Regions from separate parts of the Oryctolagus cuniculus genome. Here region 2 is linked to region 1. The links are chromatin contacts, called in public Micro-C maps. All regions are on one chromosome and are shown on one strand. Each heading gives the region's core, a stretch centred on a gene start, on an enhancer-like site or on the middle of the called end of the contact. The rest is flanking DNA. Distances are from core to core; before and after follow the strand shown. Region 1 holds the start of EIF3E (eukaryotic translation initiation factor 3 subunit E). Region 2 holds the start of EMC2 (ER membrane protein complex subunit 2).

Region 1 (6,816 bases), core at 3,563-6,062:
TCCTTCCTTTTCTGGTAAAATTCCTCAAAAAATCTATTCATATATGTTATCTCAGTCCCTTCCCTCCTATCTTTTGAGCTTACTATCTTTTGAGCTCTTATCTTTTGAGCTTACTTACTTTTCATCCACCACTTAATGACAGCACTGTTGTTGAGATCATCAGTAAGGTGTATGTGTTCAAAAGTGAACAGGCGGGGCCGGCACTGTGACGCAGCAGGTTAACGCCCTGGCCTGAAGCACCAGCATCCCAAATGGGTTCTAGTCCCGGCTGCTCCTCTTCTGATTCAGCTCTCTGCTATGGCCTGGGAAATCAGTAGAAGATGGCCCAAGTGCTTGGGCCCCTGCACCCATGTGGGAGACCTGGAAGAAACTCCTGGCTCCTGGCTTCGAATCAGCACAGCTCTGGCCATTGTGGCCAATTGGGGAGTGAACCATCGGATGGAAGACCTCTCTCTCTGCCTCTCCTCTCTCTGTGTAACTCTTTCAAATAAATAAATAAATCTTTAAAAAAAAAAAGTGAACAGGCAATACTCAGTCATCGTCTTGAACTAACAGAACCATGTGACAGAGGTAATTGTTCCTTACTGCTTGGACCATTCTCTTCTTTTGGTTCTTACTCCTCCAGCTACTGTTGAGTCCTTTCCCAGCTCCTCCACTGCACATGAACTGCCCCGACCTCTACAAGTTGAAGTAGCTAAGATTTGCTACCTGACCTACCTGATTTCCTACAGCTATTCTTCAAGGAAAACTAGCACACCTCTGCTTCAGCACCTTTATTCTAAACGTTCTTTAGCTGGAATGCTGTAGATGGCCATAGGCTCCCTCACTTCCATAGGTTTCCTTCCAAGTTCTAGCTTATCACAGAAGTCTTCTCTGACTACTTAATCTTTAGCAAACTTTCCCCCCTTCATTCCCTAACTTTACCTTGAATTATTTTTCTTCACAGCACTTCATTGCCACCTGACAAAGTATATCTCTCTTTAGAGATTTCTTCTTTTCCTGTCTATATTTTATTAAAACTTCTGTCCTTGAACTTCCAGAAAACTTAAAATTAAAACAGTCATTTATTAGGGCACATGTTTGGTGTAGTGGTTAAGATGACACTTGGGATAGCCACATCCCATACTGGAGTAAGTCTCAACTTTGCTTTTGATTCCAGCTTCCTGCAAATGCTCACCCCAGGAGGCAGCAGGTGCTAGCTCAAGTAGTTGAGTACCTGTCACTCATATGGAAGACCTGGATTGAGTTTTGAGCTCTTGGCTTTGGCCTGACCCAGCCCCAGCCGTTGTATACCTTTGGGGAGTGAATCAATGAGTAGAAGATCTGTTTGTCTTTCTGTCTCTGTCTCTCTTTTCAAATAATATGGACAAATAAGCCATGTTAAAACAAGAAACCCTGTCATTTCTTAACTCTTATATCCACAAATAGTATTCCCCTACAATTTAGCAGCCTATACTAAAGCTGGTTTGTGATTATTTAGACTTGCTTTCCCAATTATATTGTAAACAGTATGGCAGACAGCATACCCTACTACCAAATCTTTGTAAACATCTAGTACAAAGTTGTATGCATCATAAGGGATCAACAACTATAGCAACTGCTCCAGAATAGTATCTCCATTTTCTTACTAGACTTCACCACTTGCATATTTAATATGGGTCTTTTTCTGTCTGAAACAGAACTCCTATTTTTCACCCATACATGCTCCTTTTCCACTGCTCCATTTATACTGGTCAACAGAAGTTACCCAATTTTCCTTTTTAAAAAGATTTATTGGGGCCAGTGCTATAGTTTAGTAGATAAAGCTGCTGCCTGCCATGCTAACATCCCATACGGGTGCAGGTTTGAGTCCCGGCTGCTCCACTTCTGATCCAGCTCCTTGCTAATGTGCATGGGAAAGCAGTGAAAGATGGCCCAAGTATTGGGGCCCCTGCACCCATATGGAAGACCCAGATGAAGCTGCTGACTTCTGTCTTCTGCCTGGCCCAGCCCTGGCTGTTCAGGCCATTTGGGGAGTGAACCAGCAGATGGGAAATCTCTGTCTTTGTCTCTCCTTCGCTGTCACTCTGCCTTTCAAGTAAATAAATCTTCTTAATTTAAATTTTTTAAAAGACTTACTTATTCATTTGAAAGGCAGAGTGACAGAAGGTGAGGGAGAGACAGAGACAGAGAGACATCTCTTCCATATGCTAGTTCACTCCCCCAAATGCCTGAAACAGCCAGCTTTGGGCTGGGCCAGGCTAAAGCTGGGAGCCAGGAACTTCATCCTGGACTCCCACATGGGTGGCAGGGGCCCAACTACTCTGGGCCATCATTCAGTGCCTTTTCAGGTGCATCTATATGAAGCTGAATTGCAAGTGGAACAGCCAGAATTCAAATCAGCATTCCAATGTGGGATTCTAGTGTTGCAGGTAGTATCAACCTGCTGCACCACAATGCCAACCCAGAAAATTTCTTAAGCCCACAGTCTAGGAATCACTTTTATTCATTAGGCTTTTGAATTTTGAGATACTAGATTCACATGCAGTTGTCAGAAATAATACCGGGATATCCTGTGTGCTCCTTACCTATACTATACTGTACAACAATGCATAATGTTGTCATTAGTTTGTGGGGGGCCGGTGTTAAGTAGATTGGTTGAGGGAGGTCTCATTGGGTGGATGAAATATAAGCAGAACATGAAGGGAATGGAGAAAGAGCCATCATGCAAAGAACTGAGGGAAGAACATTCAGGTACAGTACACAGCAAATAAAAGAGGCCAATCTGGAAACTGAGGAGGAGTAGCTGAAGAACTGAAGGAAAATATATATGGCTGGGTCACAGTGATGAAGCAGAGATGTGGGAGATCAGGAGAGAGGTTATGGGTCCAGATGATCTACAGCTTTTAAGGCCATTATAACATTTATGAGTGAGACAGCAAGGTTTAGAGGGTTTTGAACATAATTTGACTTACAAAAGTCACTCTGGCTGCTGTGTGAAGAATAAAGCATGGGAGGAAAAGAAGGGAAGCAAAGTGATAAATAAGGAGGCTCTTTCAAAATTCAAAGCTAGATGATGGTGGTTTAGATGCAAGGTGTAACTTGGGAGGTGGCAGGAACTGACTGGATCGGGATAAGCCTTTCAGGCTAGAATCAAAGAGTTTGTTGATGGATTCGTTGTAGCGTATAAGAGAGAGATAAAAGTTAAGGATGACTCCAAGATTTTGCTTCGGAGCAACTGGATGGATGGAGTTGCCATTGACTGAGAGAAGAGCACAGAGAGCTCAGATGGAGGATATTTTGTTGGGCTACATGAGTGAGTCTGGTTGGGGCCATGTTGAGATGTTGGGTATGTGTGAATCTAGGATTAACAGTTGACACTGGGGCTATAATTTGGGAGTTGTCAATGTGTAAATTACATAAAGTCATTACATTGGCTATTATCACTTAAGGAAAAGGTTCAGGACCCCTGGGGCTATGCAAAAGGAAAAGGCTTGAAAGATGAAAAGAAGTTAACAACTGGCATTTCTTCTCAACTTTTTTTTTTTTTTAAAGATTTTATTTATTTGAGAGGTAGAGTTACAGACAGTGAGAAGGACAGACAGACAGAAAGGTCTTCAGTCCGCTGGTTCACTCCCCAGTGGCCACAAAGGCAGTAGCTGCGCTGGTCTGAAGCCAGAAGCCAGGAGCTTCCTCCCATCTCCCACACAGGTACAGAGGCCCAAAGACTTGGGCCATCTTCTACTGCTTTCCTAGGCCATAGCAGAGAGCTGGATTGGAAGAAGAGCAGACGTGACTAAAACCGGCGCCCATAAGGGATGCCCGCGCCACAGGCGGAGGATTAACCTACTGCGCCACAGCGCCTGCCTCTCTTAACTTCTTTAACCTCACTCTTCAATCACATGACATAACAGTTTCTGAAACACACCAAATTCTTTCCTGTCTCAAGGATTTAGTCTTTTCTCTAGGCTCTAATTTTAGTCACCTTTCTCTTACTCAGCTAAATTGTTACCTTATCTCAATTTTCTTTGACCACCTTAATTGCCACTGATTTTTCTCTGGCAATCCTGATTTGGAGTTTCTTTCACTCTAATTAAATGGGCCCAACCCAATCACCTCTGCCAAGTTACAGTTCTTACTACATTATGCAATTATTTCACTTGTTTTCTGTCTAGAGCCACTACCCTCACCCCCACCCCCACCCCACCCCACTTAAAATTTTTTTTTAATGCTAGAGAGAGAATATGCATTCCTACCGTGGGTTCACTCCCCCACTGTCTGGGATGGCCAGGCTGGACCAAGTGGAATTCGGGAGAGAAGAACTTAACCCTGGTCTCCCTCTGAGCAGAGCCAGGATCGCTGCCTCCCAACCTACGCCCCAGAAGGAAGCTGGAGTGAGGAGCCAGGCTGGGTGTGGAACCCTGGGGCTCCCATGCAGAACACAAATCTTGGCCGGCGCCTTACCCACGAAGCTAAAACCGCCCACCCTCCCACCTTAATTTCACAACTTTACAAAACCATTACTCGATGCTGAAAGAAAGCTCAGATATTCCTCCCTGTACGAAACTTCCCGAAGAGCGAAACCCTCATTGTCTTGGCCTTTGTCGCATTCCGAACGGAACTGACATTGCCCTGGCAATCATTTCTGAGCTTTCAGTGATTATTAACGGAATCGCCTGCAGACCACGGACTGCTAACTTGCAAGACATCAGCCGCGGTACTCCGCGGCTAGCGCCGTAGCAGTACACGCCCAGGGCGGCAGAAGGTGCCTTGTGCGCATGCGTGGTTGTTCTCTGCGCGCGCTAGGCGGAACCGGCTCCACTCCCTGGGCCGGTTTAACCAACGCACATGCGCAGTCGGTGTCTGTGCATTGTCGGTGCTGTCAATAAAGTTTTAGTGAACACAGACTCCCTTTTTCTTTGGCAAGATGGCGGAGTACGACTTGACTACTCGGATCGCGCACTTTTTGGACCGGCATCTGGTCTTTCCGCTGCTTGAGTTCCTCTCCGTAAAGGAGGTGAGGGGGATTGGGGCGCGAGGAAGGTGTGGGAGCGGGTAGGGGGCCGGGCAAGGCCGAGAGGCGATGGCTGCAGCCCTCGGCCTGACACACGTGCGAGGCGGCCGCCGAATGCGGTCCCGGCCCCGGCCCCGGCCGTCAGGACCTACCGGGGGGTTACCGTCGTCCCCGCAGGTCCGCAGGGCTGAATTCGGCGGTGGGGAGGAGCGGGGAGCCCCTGCTTCACGTGTTGAGTTGCCGGGGCCGCAGAGGCTTCGGCGTCAGTTCCTCTCGGAAGTGGGGGACTGGCTCAGCTGGAGTGAAGCTGTCGCTCTGCTTCCCTTGGGCACCTCGGAGTTAGAGCTTTTGATCGCTCTTGTGAGACCTGGGAAGCCTGGGCTTGGATTTGGGGCTTTGTATGCCAGGACACTTGAAATGATTTTCTTAGACTTAACATCTCTAGCAGCTTTAATTTCTTTGAAATGAGTTTTTTTTTTCCCCTGCAGTTAAATAAGTAGCTACTTCCTGGAAGTGTAGCATATTTGGGCCAATGGGGACGCGGACCGGAAAAAAAAAAAAAAAAAAAAACGCTGTCCACAAACGAACTCAACATTTGTTTTCCACTGTGTAGATGTACAGGCTTCCAAGTACAAGTGATTGTATTGGTCATTAAAACTCGGTTAGATGTTCAAGATGTTTAAATAAGTCTGTCCTTCTGCAACTCCATTTTAAAACATCTCAGGCCTAAATGTTTGAACTTTAAAGAAGGAGAGGAGCTAAATTTTATTGGGTTTAGTTATACCTAGCTTATTGGAAAATTGATGTTGGTCATTGGAATAAAGTAATATTACTATGATGAAGGAATTAGAAATTTTGTCCAGAAAAATAAATGAATTCTGTTTCTGGAAGCTCTAGATCTGCGGAATGCATTTGGTGTGTCCCAACAGCAATTAAAAATATTTTTTAAAATTCCTACAAATATATGTTAACTTTTTCTGATAGTTTTTCCAAGTGTCCATGTAGTTTTGGTTAATTTGTACAGAGAAAATCCTTGAGTTCATAAGAGCCCGAATGCCTATAGACAACTTTGATGGTAGGAAACAGCAAGTTCATTTTCAGTAATTGTCTAGTGGCCACATAAAGTCTTTCCTTGAAAGGACAACATTTTTGCTTGACTTTTCATGTTATTGCTGTATTTCAGAGTTTGAGTACAGTGGCCTAACCCACCTTCTGCTTCCTTTTGTGGATAACTCACACCAGTAATGAAGGAAGAGGAAAATGGCACGTTTTGAACTCTTTTACCAACTATTAAAGGCAGAAATGCTCTTAGCTAGCCTGAAGTTAATATGTTTGTATTCTGTAAACTTGTTTTTTAAGGCAGGCAAGAGAAACCTAAACTAGTTTTTTTTAAAGCTTTTATTTAATGAATGCATTTTTCATAGGTGCAACTTTAAGAATATAGTGCTTTTTTCCCCCATACCCACCCTCTCATCCTACCTCCTATGCCCTCTCCCATCCCCTTCTTCATTATGGTTCATTTTTAGTTTAATTTTATATACAGAGAACCAACTCTATGTTAAGTACAGATTTCAACAGTTTGTAGCCCCCCTCCCACACACAAGATATAGAGTACAATTTGAGAACAACTTTTACAGTTAATTCTCATAGTACAACTCATTAAGGACGGAGGTCCTACATGGGGAGTAAGTGCACAGTGACTTCTGGTAAACTGGTTTTTTCATAGCTCAAGACTAATGCTATGAATGGCAGCTCAGGATCCTTGGAAGATGGATGTAATACACCAAGAGGAAGACAGATGCCAAAGTTATTTAGTTAGCATT
Region 2 (6,701 bases), core at 1,386-3,885, 220 kb before region 1:
AACATAGCAAATAATTTCAATCAGGGTATCTCCATTGAATAAAAGGTCCTGTGCTACATCAACATGTAAATTTAAGTTTAATGAAAGGAACCACTGACTTTATTCTCAAATAGAAGAATGGTTCTGAAAAATAGTCATTCAAGGCACCATTCTAGCTCATACCTTGCAAAAATGATCTTCACAAAACGTATACTCTATTGAATCTGATTATTATCTATTTCCCATACATATTTGTACTTTCCAAACTACAAAGACCCAAGATTTCTATCTTAAAAGATAAACAGGAGGGACCAGGTTGTGGCACAGGTGGTAAAGCCGCTGCTTGAAGTGCGGACATCACAGTCCCAGCTGCTCCACTTCCAATCCAGCTCTCTGCTATGGCCTGGGAACGCAACAGAAAATGATCCAAGTCCTTGCGCCCCTCTACCCATGTGGGAGACCTGCATCTTTACAAAGACATTCAATTTTGCACATAATTCTATGGAATTCACAGACCATAACAGCTATACCTGAATCAGTCAGGGATCTATTGATCTCAAGCTTAATAACCACTGATGACAAATTAAGAAAAGGCTAAGGAAAACTATCCGCATAAAATGAAGTAGAAGATTCAGCAAAGAGAAGTCAGAGAAGTCTGAAAGGTAAGAAGAAAACCTGCAAAGATGACATAAGGAAGGAGCTGGACCTGTGGCATGGGAGATAAAGCTGCAGCATCCCATACAGGCACTAGGTACCAGTCTGAATCCGGCTGCTCCATTTCTGATCCAGTTCCTTGTTAATGTGCTTGGGAAAGCAGCAGAGGATGGCCCAAGTACTTGAGAATAAAGTCAATGGCTCTTTTCATTGGTCTACACCTCGACATGGGGAACCAGAGAAGCTCCTGGCTCCTGGTTTCGGAGCAGCCCAGTTCTAGCAATTGTGGCCATTTGATGAAAGATCTCTCTATGGCAGGCACTGTGGCACAGGTTAAGCCTCTGCCTGTGGAGCCAGCATCCCATATGAGCGTCAATTCTAGTCCCGAATGCTCCTCTTCTGATCCAGCTCTCTGCTGTGGCCTGGGAAAGCAGTGGAGGATGACCCAAGTGCTTGTGCTCCTGCACCCACATGGGAGACCCAGAAGAAACTCCTGCTCCTGGCTTCAGATTGGCACAGCTCCAGCCATTGCAGCCATTTGGGGAGTGAACCAGCGGATGAAAGACCCCTCTCTGTCTCTCCCTCTCACTGTCTATAACTCTACCTCTCAAACAAATACATAAAATATTTGAAAAAAAAAAAAAAAAGAGATATCTTTCGCTTTGTGTAACTCTGCCTTTCAAATAAATAAATAAAGTTTTAAGAAAGAAACAAACTAGCCAAGGGAAGAATTTTTCAGAAGGACTGAGCTAAAATAGCAAAGGCAGTACAGATGTATAAAGCACACATACCAGAGTCAGCCTTAGGTCTCCCTAGAGACCTTAGGGGAGCAGTAGGGTGTGCAAACCAAATTGAGGTTGTTTAAAGTACTTAAGACGGGAGGAAGGGAGAGTAAGCATGGACAACTAAAATTCTCTCAAACGTATACACCCAGCATTGTACTCTTTTCCATGTCTTGCACAAATACCATATTCTCAAAAAACTTGCTTATACTGTTCTTACAACTCTAAATTCTCTTTCCACCTACAAACTCCTAATAAAAGTATGTTACAAACATCAAGAGCTTTCAATAGGCCTAATATATAAATCATACATTCTATATTTTTTACAGAGCCTACTGCATACATCTTTTATGAACAATAAGTTTTCCTATCACAAAAATCACAATATTCTTTGAATTAACCAACTCATGATGCTACTCAGGATGGAGAAAGAAGACTGTCAGAAATGTTCCAGAGTTAATCAGTTCTTTTTCCCTTCAGAAAAGGAATTATTAGTAGGGAGTAAGAAGGAAATGTGTTCTATGTATAACTGTAGTTTCAGGGCTAGAGGGTCAGAGATTAAACAAAAAGTGGAAAAAGTATAAACCTGGTTTGGAGGAAAAAATAAAATGTAAAGTGGCACGACAGAGAATGCTCACGCACCTGCACCTTCTACACATCTTTACTGCAGAGCTGTAAGCTTTACACCTCAGTCAGTACAAGGCCTCACAAGCCTCTGTATTTCATGGCTCCAAAGAAGCTTCAGCAGCCACCTAGCCAGCTCCCCGCGCTGCCAGCAACCCCAAGAGAAGTGTCACAGCCCCAGTACCTGCTCCCTCCCGCCTCAGAAACGGAAGCTGCCCCGGGGGCTGGACTGGCGCCGAAGTAACTCGCTCAGTCTACTGCTGAGCCGACGCGGTGGGGAACGCCACTGAGTTCGTGTCTGGGCCAAGGAAGGGGTCAGCCTCAACCTCCACCTCAGCTTGGCCCGTCAAGAGAGCGCTGCTCCGGTACCGGAGAGAAACCGGACAGCCCAACTCTCCGAGGGCAGCGGGTGTTCCCGAATACCTGCCGCGGACTTTTCACGTTTCTGCTCCCGCCCCGCCCGAAGTTACCTTCCCAAGTGACATCGTAAAGCTCTGAGATCTTCGCCATCTTCCCAAAACCCAGAGGCAGCGGGGTGAGAGGGCGGGGAGACGCCGTCACGTAACCCGCGACCGGGAGGTGGCGGATTACGAAACCACTTCTAATTGGTCCAGAGGACGGAGGGGGCGGTACCCGCCGCGCACGTGTGCGCCGCTCTGTGGTGGGGGCGTAAGGAGTAAGGGGCGGAGCTTGCCCGGCGTTTCGCGGCGCACCCGGAGCCTGAGGATTCCCGGGCGTTGGTGAGGTGTTTTCTGTTTAGCGTGTATTTTAACAAATGCTGTGTTTTTTTTTTAATGTCTTTCACCTCCGGTTTTTCATTTTTCCCTACATCTGTGTATTCCTTCTCTTCATACTCTCCAGTGAGTACTTTGTTGCCCGCATGGCCTGCCGCTACTCAGCCTTCAGCCCCGAACACCAGATTCCCACCTTCCCTAAAGGGATTCTCTGACCCTTTCCTTTTTAATGTCCTACAAAATTGGTAAATTCCAAGATTCTCACTAAGTCTTTTGAAGGAACTGAGTTGGAATCTGCCTTTAGCCTTCATGTTCCTGTGGCCTGGACTTGTTAATAGTCACGTAAACACCCTCCCGCCAGCTTACAGCCTTAGTTAACACTCCTCATGCGTGTTTCTAATTACTCGATCCCTGTCTGTCTCCAACTCCGGATTTGAAACTCTGTAAGCCTTGCCAGTGTGTCAGTGGTCATTAGTAATGAGTGAATGTCCGAATGACACTCTGACTCTCCCACGCTTGGCTTCTCTTTATTCCTTCAGAAGGAACCTCCTTCCCCACCCTTTCTCACCACCTTAGTTGCTTTCAGGAACCTTTGGACCTAGTCCTGTCGCGCTAGGGAGAAATGTATGGGCTGCAAGCAAAAAAAAAAAAAAAAATGATTTTTGTTTTAATTTTGCAAGCCAAAACACATGAATTTACTCCTGGAAGCAATGTAAATATGAAATTAGAGAGGAAAGGTACATCAAGTGAGTAAAGAAGGCTAAAAATACGTGTTAAACAGAAAAACAGTGCTCCGGATACCTGCATTATGCCACAGAATGCTTGGGTTCAAGTCTCAGCTTCACTCCCTGATCCAGCCTGCTGCACCTTGGGAGGCAGCAGTTGATGGCCAATGTGGCTGGCATTTTGCCACCTACGTGGGAGACTGGGATTGATTTCCAGGTGTCCAGGCTTTAGACTAGCGCAGTCTGGGCTATTGGAGGTATTTGGGGAGTTAGCCAGTAGATGGGAGACTCCTGCCTCTCTGCCTTTCAAATAAACAAATAAATAACTAGGTTTTTTGTTGTTGTTGTTTTGTTTTTTAAATTTTTTTGAAGGAATACAAATTTTGTAAGAACAACTTTAGGCATATAGTTATTCTTCCCAACATACCCACCCTCCCATTGACACTCCTACCCCTGCTCCTCCCTCTCTTCCCAGTCCCGTTCTCCTGTGTCCCATTCATTTTCAGTTAACTTTGTATGGAGACCAACTCTATACTAAGAGTTCAACAATTTACGCACACACACACACACACACACACACACAAACAGAACTATGTTACAGTTAATGCTCATAATATAACTCATTGAGGACAGAGGTCCTGCATGGGGAGTTAGTGCACAGTGACTCCTGTTGTTAATTTATAATTAACACTCTTATGTATGACATCAGTGACCACCCAAGGATCTTCTCTTGAGCTGCCCAAGCTATTGAAGCCTTCAGTATTTAGAATAGGCCATTAGCAAAATGGAAGTGCTGTCTTCCCTTTAGAGAAAAGAACATCCTTCTTTGATGGCCACTTCTTTCCACTGGGATCTCACTCACATGTAGAACATTTTTTGCCACAGTGTCTTGGCTTTCCATGCCTGAAATACTCTCACGGGCTTCTCATCCAGACCAGGAAGTTTTAAGCGCTGTTTCTGAGGTCAGAGGGTTACTTAAAGGGTTTGTCAATTGTGAGTTTGCTCTGTGGACTGCTTCCCATTTTGGAACAGTCCTTTTTAATTCTATGTATTATTACTAGACACTTGATCCTACTTATATGATCACTTTGACACTTAATTCTATCTATATGTTCACTTTAACACTTAATATGATCACTGTAGCACTTAAGATGGCATGTTTACCACCCAGCGTAATGGAATTTGGCATCCCATGGCAAGTTTTTTACTGTACACTTAGGAGTAAGTCCGTAGGAATGCATGCAGAACTATACGGCTTTACAAACTTCCTCCTCCCTCCCTTATTCCCACTCTTATTTTTTACTGAGATACATCCTAAATTGACTCTGTACACATATGATTAACTCAGTGTTAAATAAAGAGTTCAACAAATAATACGAAGAAAAGCAAAAAACAATAAAGCAAAACTGTCCCTCAAAAGTGAAGACAAAGGCAGCTCAAGTCATCATTTCTCTAAGTGTCAATTTCACATCTAGTAATTTCATTTTAGGTGCTCTATTAGTTCTCACAGATCAGGGGAAAATATGGTGTTCATACCTTTGGAACTGGCTTATTTCACTAATATGATATTTTCCAGTTTCATCCATTTTGTTGCAAATGACCAGATTTCATTTTTTTAAACTACTATGTAGTATTCCATAGTGTACGTTTCCCATAATTTCTTTATGCAGTCTTCATCTGCTTCCATGTCTTAGATAATGTGAATTGAGCTACAATAAATATGGGCATGCAGGTAACTCTTTTATTTACTGATTACATTTCTCTTGGATAAATTCCCAGGAGTGGGGTGGCTAGGTCATATGGTACATCTATATTCAGATTTTTGAGGTATCTCCATACTGTCTTCCATAGTGACTTTACCAGTTTACATTCCCACCAACAGTGGATTAAGGTGCCTTTTTCTCCACATGCTAGCCAGCATTTATATTGTTGTTTTCTGTATGATAGCCATTCTAACTGGGGTGAGATGAAACCTCATTGTTGTTTTGATTTGCATTTCCTGTCAGGTAGTGATGCTGAACATTTTTTCTTTTTTTATATAGAAAGCTTTTATTTAATAAATATAAATTTCATCAGTACAACTTTTGGATTATAGTGTGCTTCCCCCCATACTCGCCCTCCCACCACCAAACTATCCCACCTCCTATGCCCTCTCCCATCCCATTCTTCATTAAGATTCATTTTTAATTATCTTCATATACAGAAGATCACTTGGTTACTCCTCCACCTGTGGCGCCAGCATACCATATGGGCACTGGGTTCTAGTCCCAGTTGCTCCTCTTCCAGTCCAGCTCTCTACTGTAGCCCCGGAAGGCAGTGGAGGATGGCCCAAGTGCTTGGGCCCCTTCATCCACATGGGAGACCGAAAGGAAGCACCTGGCTCCTAGCTTCGGATCGGCGCAGTGCCGGCCGTGGCAGCCATTTGGGGAGTGAACCAATGGAAGGAAGACATTTCTCTCTGTCTCTCTCTCACTGTCTATAACTCTCCCTGTCAAATTAAAAAAAAATACAGTTGTAACATACTAATAAGAGTCATGATCGGCCGGCGCCGCGGCTCACTAGGCTAATCCTCTGCCTTGCGGTGCTGGCACACCGGGTTCTAGTCCCGGTCAGGGCGCCGGATTCTGTCCCGGTTGCCCCTCTTCCAGGCCAGCTCTCTGCTGTGGCCAGGGAGTGCAGTGGAGGATGGCCCAAGTGCTTGGGCCCTGCACCCCATGGGAGACCAGGAAAAGCACCTGGCTCCTGCCATCGGATCAGCGCGGTGCACCGGCCGCGGCGGCCATTGCAGAGTGAACCAACGGCAAAGGAAGACCTTTCTCTCTGTCTCTCTCTCTCACTGTCCACTCTGCCTGTCCAAAAAAAAAAAAAAAAGAGTCATGATCTATAGTTTAAAAAAGACCCATGAAGATTGTGTTTCTCAGTTTGAGGCCCTGAAGTGAAATGATTTGCCCAAATTTTAGCCACTAATTAGTAACAGAATGAGTGATTCATACGGAGATCAGTTGTTTAGATCAAAGATGAAAGATGAAATATTTACAATAAAAATGTATCTTAGAGAAATTTTGTCATCATTAGTACCGTTTGGGGTGGGGAAAGTGATTGTTTATCAATTATGATATTTCAGCTGTCTAATAAAATTTTCCTTCCATGGGTGCACTCAAAAAACTAGTGTGTCAGTGACAAAAATTCTATATTTTTCTTTA

The links. Hi-C and Micro-C count contacts between places; a contact is called where the count stands out from the background.
Region 2: a contact with region 1 is called in a Micro-C map of ear pinna, with 4 times the contacts expected there. The contact joins the promoter of EMC2 here to the promoter of EIF3E in region 1. A contact is called at or near these places in 2 of 6 Hi-C or Micro-C datasets (ear pinna and an unstated tissue).

The regions. Positions count from the first base shown.
Region 1 is chr6:133,459,673-133,466,488 of mOryCun1.1, reverse strand. EIF3E (eukaryotic translation initiation factor 3 subunit E) reads left to right here and starts at 4,812. Exons shown (of 13, transcript XM_002710732.5): 1 at 4,812-4,996. The coding sequence starts at 4,907. It overlaps LOC127490751 (a long non-coding RNA gene), which reads right to left and starts at 4,757. Exons shown (of 3, transcript XR_007919142.2): 1 at 4,504-4,757; 2 at 4,236-4,350; 3 at 3,517-3,749.
Region 2 is chr6:133,676,981-133,683,681 of mOryCun1.1, reverse strand. It overlaps EMC2 (ER membrane protein complex subunit 2), which reads right to left and starts at 2,635. Exons shown (of 11, transcript XM_002710733.5): 1 at 2,510-2,635. The coding sequence starts at 2,549. It overlaps LOC103348112 (a long non-coding RNA gene), which reads left to right and starts at 2,681. Exons shown (of 7, transcript XR_011389296.1): 1 at 2,681-2,779.